Linked DNA regions of Mus musculus: all the other regions are linked to region 3. Evidence: chromatin contacts called from public HiChIP or PLAC-seq data. All regions are on one chromosome and are shown on one strand. The core of a region is the stretch at or near the end of the contact, and the rest is flanking DNA. Distances in the headings are between cores, read along the strand shown.

What was found. HiChIP or PLAC-seq counts read pairs in DNA pulled down with a chosen protein or histone mark.
Region 1: an H3K27ac HiChIP or PLAC-seq map of double positive thymocytes shows a contact between it and region 3, with 5 read pairs. The contact joins the enhancer-like site here to the promoter of Ap1m2 in region 3. A contact is called at or near these places in 7 of 39 promoter capture datasets (the C10 cell line, the HPC-7 cell line, cranial neural crest and 4 more), 1 of 15 datasets of contacts at CTCF or cohesin (large pre-B cells), 4 of 484 Hi-C or Micro-C datasets (bone marrow-derived macrophages, embryonic fibroblasts, female germline stem cell-derived STRA8 germ cells and 1 more), 7 of 115 datasets of contacts at active chromatin or transcription factors (the SCID.adh cell line, acute myeloid leukemia, bone marrow-derived macrophages and 2 more) and 3 of 9 other capture datasets (adipose tissue, liver and pancreatic islet).
Region 2: an H3K27ac HiChIP or PLAC-seq map of embryonic stem cells shows a contact between it and region 3, with 5 read pairs. The contact joins the enhancer-like site here to the promoter of Ap1m2 in region 3. A contact is called at or near these places in 6 of 39 promoter capture datasets (the C10 cell line, HPC-7-derived erythroid cells, cranial neural crest and 3 more), 4 of 115 datasets of contacts at active chromatin or transcription factors (bone marrow-derived macrophages, embryonic stem cells, intestinal villus epithelium and 1 more) and 3 of 9 other capture datasets (adipose tissue, liver and pancreatic islet).

What each region holds. Positions count from the first base shown.
Region 1 is chr9:21,382,836-21,386,008 of GRCm38.p6, forward strand. All of the region lies in intron 1 of Ilf3 (interleukin enhancer binding factor 3), which reads left to right. Among named protein-coding and RNA genes, the nearest start is that of Gm36198, 14 kb to the left of the region's middle. Within about 2 kb of position 1,431, at least 7 of the 459 cell types and tissues checked have an H3K27ac peak or open chromatin away from gene starts, as enhancers often do. A contact at or near this core is called in the HPC-7 cell line and double positive thymocytes, where this site is marked.
Region 2 is chr9:21,202,820-21,206,117 of GRCm38.p6, forward strand. Pde4a (phosphodiesterase 4A, cAMP specific) reads left to right here. Exons shown (of 15, transcript NM_183408.3): 9 at 379-477; 10 at 569-733; 11 at 1,505-1,604; 12 at 2,151-2,305; 13 at 2,472-2,594. Among named protein-coding and RNA genes, the nearest start is that of Keap1, 35 kb to the right of the region's middle. Within about 2 kb of position 1,857, at least 73 of the 459 cell types and tissues checked have an H3K27ac peak or open chromatin away from gene starts, as enhancers often do. A contact at or near this core is called in embryonic stem cells and pro-B cells, where this site is marked.
Region 3 is chr9:21,310,824-21,314,053 of GRCm38.p6, forward strand. Ap1m2 (adaptor protein complex AP-1, mu 2 subunit) reads right to left here and starts at 1,510. Exons shown (of 11, transcript NM_009678.2): 1 at 1,384-1,510. The coding sequence starts at 1,425.

The DNA.
Region 1 (3,173 bases), core at 181-2,680, 72 kb after region 3:
TTCTTTTTTTAAAGTTTTGTTTTGGAATTTGTGTGTGTGTGTGTGTGTGTGCAAGCACCTGTAGAGTCCATAGAAGGACAGTGAGTGTATCCCCTGGACCTGGAGGTAGAGAAGGGGTGAACTGCCTAATGTGGGTGCTGGACACTGAACTGGAACTTCTTTTTGTTTTGTTTTGTTTTTTGAGATAGAGTTTTTGTACATAATTCTGGCTGTCTGCTATATATATTATACTGGCCTCAAATGCACAGAGATCTGTCTGTCTAAATGCACAGAGATCTGTCTGTCTCTGCCTCCTGAGTGCTAAGATTAAAGGCATACTCCATTATACCTTGCTAACTTGGATCATTATCACATCTTTTTTTGGGGGGAGGGGTTTAAAGATTTATTTGTTATTATATGTAAGTACACTGTAGTTGTCTTCAGACACACCAGAAGAGGGCATCAGATCTCATTATGGATGGTTATGAGCCACCATGTGGTTGCTGGGATTTGAACTCAGGCCCTCTGGAAGAGCAGTCAGTGCTCTTAACCGCTGAGCCATCTCTCCAGTCACCCTTTTTTTGGGTTTTTTGAAACAGGGTTTCTCAGTGTAGCCCTGGCTGTCCTGGAACTCACTCTGAAGGCCAGGCTGGCCTGGAACTCAGAAATCCACCTGCCTCTATCTTCCCAGTGCTGGGATTAAAGGCGTGCACCACCACGCCCATTATCACATCTTCTAAGCAGTACATTTTTTTAAAGTATTTTTTACTTGTGTGTGTGTGTGTGTGTGTGTGTGTGTGTGTGTGCGTGCGCGCGCGCGCGCGCGTATGGGAGTACTATTGTCTGTGTCTGGAGTTACAGGAAGGTGTAGTGTAAGCTAGTTAAATGGGTACTGGTAGTTGAACTCCAGTCCTCTACAAGAGCAGCAAGAGCCCTTAACCACAAAGCTGCCTTTCTAGCTCTCAAGTATTGGCTTTTGGGATAAATTTTCCCTTAAGCTAGGCTGGCCTCAAATATGTCCTTAATCCTGATCTTGTCTCTATCTTCCAAGTGCTGACGTTGGAGCTGTGCATGGACATCCTTTTGCAACACAGTCTTGTATAGTTGACACCCACTTGAGTTCCAGTCTCTTCCTTTTAACATGGGAAGAACCTGCATCTTCTGGTGACAGTAACACTGTTAGGAGCAGGACATACAAAGGGTCAGAGGGACTTGAGCTTTGTGACTTACATAGGTTGACCTGCTTAGCTTTTAAGATGTTGTGCAGGGCCCTTCTGTGCTGTAGGAATAAGGAGGAAGCCCATAGAAAGTTGAAAGGCAGACAGGTCACTGGGCTGTGGCTGACTTCCCATATGTGCCTGCTTAAGGAGCAGTTACAGCCTAGGCTTAGTCTCTGACCTCTTATCATCCTACACATCTGCACTCTCTCCTTGCCCCACTTTTGGCCCCTGAAGCCTTTCTCCTCTTTCCTGAGCCACCTCTGCAGCACTCTGCAACTACCATGCTGTGCTGTTAGTAGTGTTGATTGCTAGGCAGTTCTGAAGCTCTTTAGGAGAGTCTCTGGCCAGTCTTGGCACTTTGTCCTTGAAGTTTATACCTTTTGAGGGTTGTACCTATATTCTGTCTTGTAACTAGTGTGGCTGAAAGGCCTCACTGGTGTGATGGAGCAGATTGGTGCTGTGGAGGGGCTTAGCCGTTGACTGGTGGACACTTGCAGCCTGGTCAGGCTATTGGTAGGGCACAAGAGTAGGGTAGATTGTAGTTTGCATGTTGCTTACAGAATTGTGTAACTGCTTTTGCCTTGTACATTTGGATGTCTTTTCTAAATGTTCATTTGTCTCTTATGTACATTCATTTTTATGGCGTAGAGGGGGGTACAGATGCCATAACACACCTAAGGAAGTTCAGATGACAGCTTGCAGGAGGAGTTGGTTTTTGCACCCTTATCCCTGAGCCATTCTGCTGGTAGCTCCTTCCAGAAGTGTTTTTTTTTTTAGTTTTTTAACAGTTTGTCCATATACATAATATATTTTGATTATTCTTACTCCCTCTTCACTCTGTCACATTCCTACTGAGTCCTTTATAACAAGTCCCTTCTTGCCTCAGGGTTTTTGTTGTTGTTTTATTTGTTTTGTTGCTGTTTTATAGCCCATTGCCTTTAATTAAGGTTGCTTATAAAAGTATGTTTGTATGGTAGTGGTGGGATTGTTCCATACTCTGGTGCAAGGGCAACTTAACAATGGTTGCAACACTGAAGAAAATGACTCCCTTTTCCTCAGCAACTACCAAAAGGGTCTCAGCTAGGGTGGGGCCTCATAAGCCACTCCTCCATCTATGTTAAAATGACATATCCCAAGCAGTGTTGTTCTCGTGCAGGTAGTCCCAGCTACCTTGAGGTTCTGAGTGCAGTGGCCAGGTCATGTCAGAAAGACATACTTTCAGTGTTCCTACCACATCCTACTCCTCTTAGCATCCTATCTGCCCACTCTTCTGTGCTGTTTCCTAGACCTTGGAGCCAGTGACTAGATGTCCCATTTAGAGCCATTCACTTAGTAATCACTTATTTTCAGCACTTGGACTGGTTATGAGTCTGCATTAACCCAAGCCCACTGCAAACAAGCTTCTCTGCCCAAGGTTGAGAGTACTCACCACTTTTCCTTGTGACCTCCTAATTTTTTCTGCAGTGTCCTCAAGGGTCAGAGCTCCTACCTTTTTTCCTTCTCGCAACATATTGTGATATTTTGGTTGATATTTTGGTTTATGTGTGTTTGATTTCTTTTTTGTATGTGGTGTGTATGCATGTGTGTGTGTCCTGCTCTATCACTCACCTTAGTCCTTACACAGGCAGTCTCAAGGAAGCTGGAGCTAGGGAGCGAGCAGAAAGCTTTAGCCAGCCATCCTCTTGTCTCTAACCTACTCAGTGCTGGGGTTACAGACTTTCCGTTATGAGTGTTGGGGGGTCACCTGCTGGTGTTCATGTTTGATTAGCAAGTGTTCTTAAATATTAATCTATCTCCTGCCCTGTTTATGTATTAAAATAGGGTTATAGCCTAGGCTGGCCTTAACTTTCGTTTTCTGAGTGCAGGGAATACTATCATGCCTAATAAGCACAGTTTGTTTTTCTTTTTGCCTGCCTGCCTGCCTGCCTGCCTTTCTCTGTTTCTCTACAGCCCTGGCTTTCCTGGAACTTGCTT
Region 2 (3,298 bases), core at 607-3,106, 110 kb before region 3:
TGCAATGGACCTGATACCCTCTTCTGTAATGCAGGCATACATGAAAATAGAGCACTCATATACATAAAATAAATATATGTTGGGTTTTTTGGTTTTTTTTTTTTTTTTTTTTAAGTTTAAGGCAAGCCAGGTGGTGGTGGCACACGTCTTTAATCCCAGCACTTTCGAGGCAGAGGCAGGCGGATTTCTGGGTTCCAGGCCAGCCTGGTCTACAAAGACAGGGCTACATAGAGAAACCCTGTCTCAAAAAAAAAAAAAATGTCCATGCATTTGAACTTTATGCAATTTGTGAACAGTAATGAGGCTCAGAGTCCTAGGAAGTAGCTTTCCTGTCCCTGAACCATGCAAGCTCCTGACTTCTTACCCTGTCACTGCCAGGAACTGGAGAACTTGAGCAAATGGGGCCTGAACATCTTTTGTGTGTCGGAGTACGCTGGAGGCCGTTCACTCAGCTGTATCATGTATACGATATTCCAGGTGATGTCGAACAGGGAGCTGGCTGGGATCCAAGGGGCTGGGACGGGGCATTGGGGGTCAGCAGGAGTCACTGCTCTGCTCTGGCTCCCAGGAGCGGGACTTACTGAAGAAATTCCACATCCCCGTGGACACCATGATGACATACATGCTGACGCTGGAGGACCACTACCACGCTGACGTGGCCTACCACAACAGCCTGCACGCAGCCGATGTGCTACAGTCCACACATGTGCTGCTGGCCACGCCTGCACTGGATGTGAGTGCCCGCCTCCTCCTGTCTGTCCCTTCATCTCCTCTAGCCCATTTCTCTAATCCTATCTTCTCTTGTTTTTGGGGGGTGCTGTTGCCTATGTGTGGAGGTCAGAGAACAACTTTTGGAACGGAGTTTTCTGCCTTTTTACTATGTAAATCCAGGAACCAGACTCAGTCATGTTTACCTGAGTAGCAAGTTCTTTTACCCAGTGAGCAGTCTTGCTAGTGTCTGTTTTGTTTTACTGGCCTGTGTGTGTGTGTGTGTGTGTGTGTAAGGGGGCACACGGGGCATGTGTGGAGGTCGGAGAACACTCCTTTGTGTCTTACCGTCCCTTTACCTTGTTCCAAGTCAGGATGTCACTTGTTGCCACACATCCCCAGACCAGGCTGGTGTACAGCTCTCATAGAGATCCGCCTGCCTCTGCCTCCTGAATGCTGAGATTAACACCTTCATTTTTGAAACAGGGTCAACCACTGAGTAGGGGAGATTGGCCAGGGGCCCCAGGGACGCAGCCCTCTCTCAAAGCTGAAATTGCAAGATCAGCCCACAGGCCTGGCTTTTTAATGTGGGGTGTGGGTTTGAAGCTCAGGTCGTCATGCTTGCGTAGCCAGCACTTTACTGGTTCAGCGATCATCTGCCCAGACACTACATCTATCTTTCTCTTCCTCTTCTTTCTGGAGTCCCATCTTCCTCATCTCTGTCTGGGCTGTCCCTTTTGTGTGTCCCCTCTGTGTCAGACTCTGCCTCTCTCTCACTTCTTCTCCCTGCCCCCAGGCCGTGTTCACAGACCTGGAGATTCTTGCTGCTCTCTTCGCTGCTGCCATCCATGACGTGGACCACCCTGGCGTCTCCAACCAGTTCCTAATCAACACCAGTGAGTGGCTTTTCAGGGCGGAGACAGTTAGGCTCAGGGCGTGGCCATTTGGCCTAGAAGCAACATCTGGTTGAATGGAGGTGGGAATAGCCCCTCACGTTGGGATGAAAGTATGGAGGTGGTCTAGCTGGAACCGGGGCTGGTCAGGATGAAGGTGGAGCCTGTGTTGTAGAGATTAGACCACCTGGGCTAGGGGAGGAGCTGGCAAGGCTAGCTTTGGGGCTTAATATATTGATGGGAAACAACCTGCCTGTGAACCTGGTTTATGGGGCGTGAAATTAAACCAACTGAGCTAGGGGTGGAGCCAGCCAGGTGGGGGCGGGGCTTGTGAGGATGGGATGGGCCCGCTAGGCTAAGGGTGAGGACGGCCAGAGGAGGATTGGAGCAGGAACAGTCTAGGCGCCTGATGCTTGGTTTATTTGGTGAAGCACCGATGTGGCAGAGGAGGGGGCTGGGACTAGTCAGTCTGAAAATGAAGCCAACTGGAGACTGGGCGCGCACGGGGCGGGGCTTGGTACCCAGGTGGTACCACGTGGTACTCTGCAGATTCGGAGCTGGCATTGATGTACAACGATGAGTCTGTGCTTGAGAACCACCACCTGGCTGTGGGATTCAAGCTGCTGCAAGAAGAGAACTGCGACATCTTCCAGAACCTCAGCAAGCGCCAGCGGCAGAGCCTGCGCAAGATGGTCATCGACATGGTGGGCGGGGCCAGCGCTGTGGGTGGGGCTTGGTGGCGGGGCGGGCCTTAAGAACCCTGCAGTTTGGCAAAGGAAAATAAATCTAGGGCCAGGGTAGGTAACAGAGTGGATGTCAGGGGGAGGGTGGGCAAGCTTTCTTCCCTGACTTGACATATCTTGCTTTTAGGTGCTGGCCACAGACATGTCCAAGCACATGACCCTTCTGGCTGACCTGAAGACTATGGTAGAGACGAAGAAAGTGACCAGCTCTGGAGTTCTCTTGCTGGACAACTACTCTGACCGTATCCAGGTGCCCCAGATGCCCTCTTCCTCGTTCGTGATTGCCTCTCCCATCTTCCCTTTCCAACACATGCCCCTCCTTCCTCTGTCAATTCCCATATGTCTCTTTCTCAACCTCTTCCGTCTCTCTCCAACCCTCTCCCCTGACGTACCCCACTCAGCTTCTCTCACCACACACCCATCTTGCCCCAGCTGTCTCTCACCTCTCTCCATTTCCCTCACACTTCTTGCCTCAGCTTTCTCCTTCACTCCAATTCACCTGCCCAGCACACACATACACAGACACGCATACACACACATGCATTTGTGCATTAGCGCGCGCGCACATACACACACACACACACACATACACATTCAGGCATACAAGCACATGGAGTTAAGAAAACCTTAGGCCTAGTGAGCACCCTTAATCCCAGCATTCCAAAAGTAGAGACTGGAGGATGGCCACAAGTCCAAAACCAGCTGGGACTCTATTTGGAAACCCCTTTTAAAAAGTCAAATAAAGCCACTAGAAACTAAATCTGAGTGTGCTGTTGCATCCCTGTGTCCCCAGCACTTAGAAGATGGGGGCAGGATCAGAGTTTGAGGTCATCCGCAGCTACATAGCAAGTTCAAGGCCAACCTAAGCTACAGGGGACCCTGTCTCATAAAAAAGACAGGGAGACAGAGAGAGAAGACAGCCAGAGGCCCACAGACTGGGATTCTGCCTGGCCT
Region 3 (3,230 bases), core at 260-2,759:
GAATAAGTGTAATTTAAAAACTATGAAGAGCTGGCTCAGCGGTTAAGAGTGCAGACTGCTCTTCCAAAGGTCCTGAGTTCAAATCCCAGCAACCACATGGTGGCTCACAACCATCCGTAATGAAATCTGATGCCATCTTCTGGAGTGTTTGAAGATAGCCACAGTGTACTTACATATAATAAATAAATAAATAAATAAATAAATATTTAAAAGATGTAATTTAGTGCCAGTGTGCTGGCTTAGCTTGGGTTCCACCCCACCTACCCCCCCCCCCCGCCCACACACACACAGAGGAGGAAGAGGAGGAAGAGGAGGAAGAGGAGGAAGAGGAGGAAGAGGAGGAAGAGGAGGAAGAATCTTTGCTGAGGAGTTTCAGTGCCTGTCACCTCTCAGCCTTGAGGCAGGTGTCTTTGTCTCCACTTTCCAGGCTGAAGGAGTTGAGGTTTTAAACTATGTCCACAAAAAGCAGAGAAGTGGAGCTGAACCTCCCTTCCTAAGCTGTTCTTGTTCAAGGTTATTCTATTTCTTTGTTTTGTCTTGCTATTGTAGCCCAGGCTGGCCTTGCCCTCCTGAGCTCAGGTCATCCCTCTGACTCGGCTTCCAGAGTAGCTAGGATGACAGGTGCATGGTAGGACACCTGACCCCCTTGTCGTTATTGCTAGCTTCTTTTCACAGGCACTATTATTTTCTGTGTGCATAGTGTGTGAGGGAGCATGCTGATGCCTGGTGTGTGTGTGTGTGTGTGTGTGTGTGTGTGTGTCTGTATGTGTGTGTGTCTGTGTGGTGTCTGTGTGTGTGTGGTCTCCATTCCCTTTCACTTGGGTTTGAGACTTAAACTCAGGTCGCCAGGCTTAGGCAGCCGGTGCCTGGGCTTGTTGAGCCTGTTTTGTTTTTGAGACAGTGAGGGTGTCACTCACACATAGCTCAGGCCCGATTCAAACTCCCTTGATTTCCTGATCCTTCTGCCTCCACCTTCCAAGTGCTGGAATTATGGCTGCTTATGCAGTGCGCTGGGACCATTACCTAGGTCTGTGTGCTAGGCCAGCCAGCTGCCCACTGAGGCACATGACCAGGCTGTCATTGCATTACAGGGCTCTTGTTTTCATCTCTACCGCTCTGATCGACACTGGAGAAGCTTGCTAGGATAGCCAGAGAGTTACACTTGGCGCATTTTTGAGCCCCAGGGTTGCAGAAGGACTGTGCTCACTGGTTCAGGGCGCTCAGATGGTGGGCATCTCATTTTACAAACACGGAAAATGACTCTAAGAGAGGTGAAGCCCCTTGCCACAGACGGCTGGAGAGGACGGGTTCCCGGCTCCTGGTCCTGAGCCCTAGGCCCGCGGACTCGCCCGGAGTACCTCGATCCCTCGCCCTCTGCCTCACCTTGCCCTTGACGTCCAGAATGAAGACTGCCGAGGCCGACATGGTGGCAGTCCGTGAAGCTAGGAGGCGAGAGCGAGCTGCAGAGGCGGCAGCGCTGCGGCTTCCTTCTTCCTGCGGAAGCGCCTTCGCCCAGGTGAGCCGCCAGGTGAGCGCGTCTTAAAGGGGAGGCCGCCAGGTGAATGCGTCTTAAAGGGGAGGCCGCCAGGTGAGAGGCACGGTCGGCGGCAAATGCCAAGGCTGGTCCAGGAGCCGCGACTGCTGTCCTGTCTCAAGTTCTCCATCGATCCTCGCATCCGCCTACCCATGTATCCATTCACGCTCCGCTTCCACTCACCCACCCACCCACACATCCATCCATCACCCCCTTCCACATACGTATACACATTCACATCTACATTAACCCACCCATACATACACGTATCCACCCAATCAAGCATCCATCCACCCACCAGGGCATCAGCCTGTTCGTGTGTCTATGTAACTTGTTCTCTCACCCACACATACCAGTTTCAACAGGACTTGGCCCTTTTTCTATGTGTGACCCGGTGCCCACCACTAGATGTTCAGTAGTGTTAATCCTTCTCACACTAAACATTTTAATTGTTTCGTTGTTTCTGTTGTTATTATTAGTATTGCTGTTGCTGCTAGTTGTATATATTTTTTTCAAAACAGAGTTCTCTGTGTAGCCATAGCTGGCCTCGAGTCCACCTGCGTCTTCCTCTCGAGTGCTGGGATTAAAGGCGCCACCATGCTTCGCTCGTGTTGTTTATTTGTTTTGTGTTATTAATTCTAGAAGAAGCCGGGCGGTGGCGCACGCCTTTAATCCCAGCACTCGGGAGGCAGAGGCAGGCGAATTTCTGAGTTCGAGGCCAGCCTGGTCTACAGAGTGAGTTCCAGGACAGCCAGGGCTATACAGAGAAACCCTGTCTCGAAAAACCATAAAAAAAAAAAAAAAAAAAAAAAATCTAGAAGAAAGGTTGAGATAGCCCGGATGGCCTGGAGCTCATTGTGTGGTCCAGACTGGCCTCAGCCTTACAAGTTCTGTGATTAGTCACGAACCAACATGTCTGACTTTGTTTTCCGTTTTCTAATTTCATTCTTTTTTTTTTAATATCCCAGGCTACCCTTAAACTCAAGATCATTCTGCTTCCCCATTGCTGGGATACCGTTTTGCGGAAGGTGATGGGGAAAAAAACCCACTCTAAACCTTAGCCTAGCCATCTACATGACGCTCCGCTGTGGAAGAAACGTTTCCTGTGCAGCCGCCAGGGGGCGACAAAGCCCGTTTGGGCATCGGTGCGGGCTCTGACCTTTAACAGGCCGGGAGTCCAGATGCAGCTATGAGGATCTCCCAAGGCAATTGTCCTAAAGCAGAGGGCCTGTGTGAAGAGCTTATCAGCCACCACCTGGGAGGAAGCAGAGCACAGACAGTCTCAGGGCCACACAGCCGGGTTATCAGGCCACAATTCTCTTATTCTGGTTGTTTTGACAGTCCTAGGGGGTGGAACGCCCACCTTTGCTGGTGACAGGCAAGCCCTGTGCCCCTGATTACATTCCCAGCCCTTAATGTTTTTGTCTGGGGCCTCATGTATAGCACAGGCTAACCTTAAATTCCCCCTTTTTTCTCTTTTTTTTCCTTTTAAATCTTTTTAAAGATTCATTTATTTATTATATGTAAGTACACTGTAGCTGTCTTCAGACAATCCAGAAGAGGGAGTCAGATCTTTTTACAGATGGTTGTGAGCCACCATGTGGTTGCTGGGATTTAAACTCCGAACCTTCGGAAGAGCAGTCGGGTGCTCTTACCCACTGAGCCATCTCACCAGCCCTCTTTTTTTCTTTTTTTT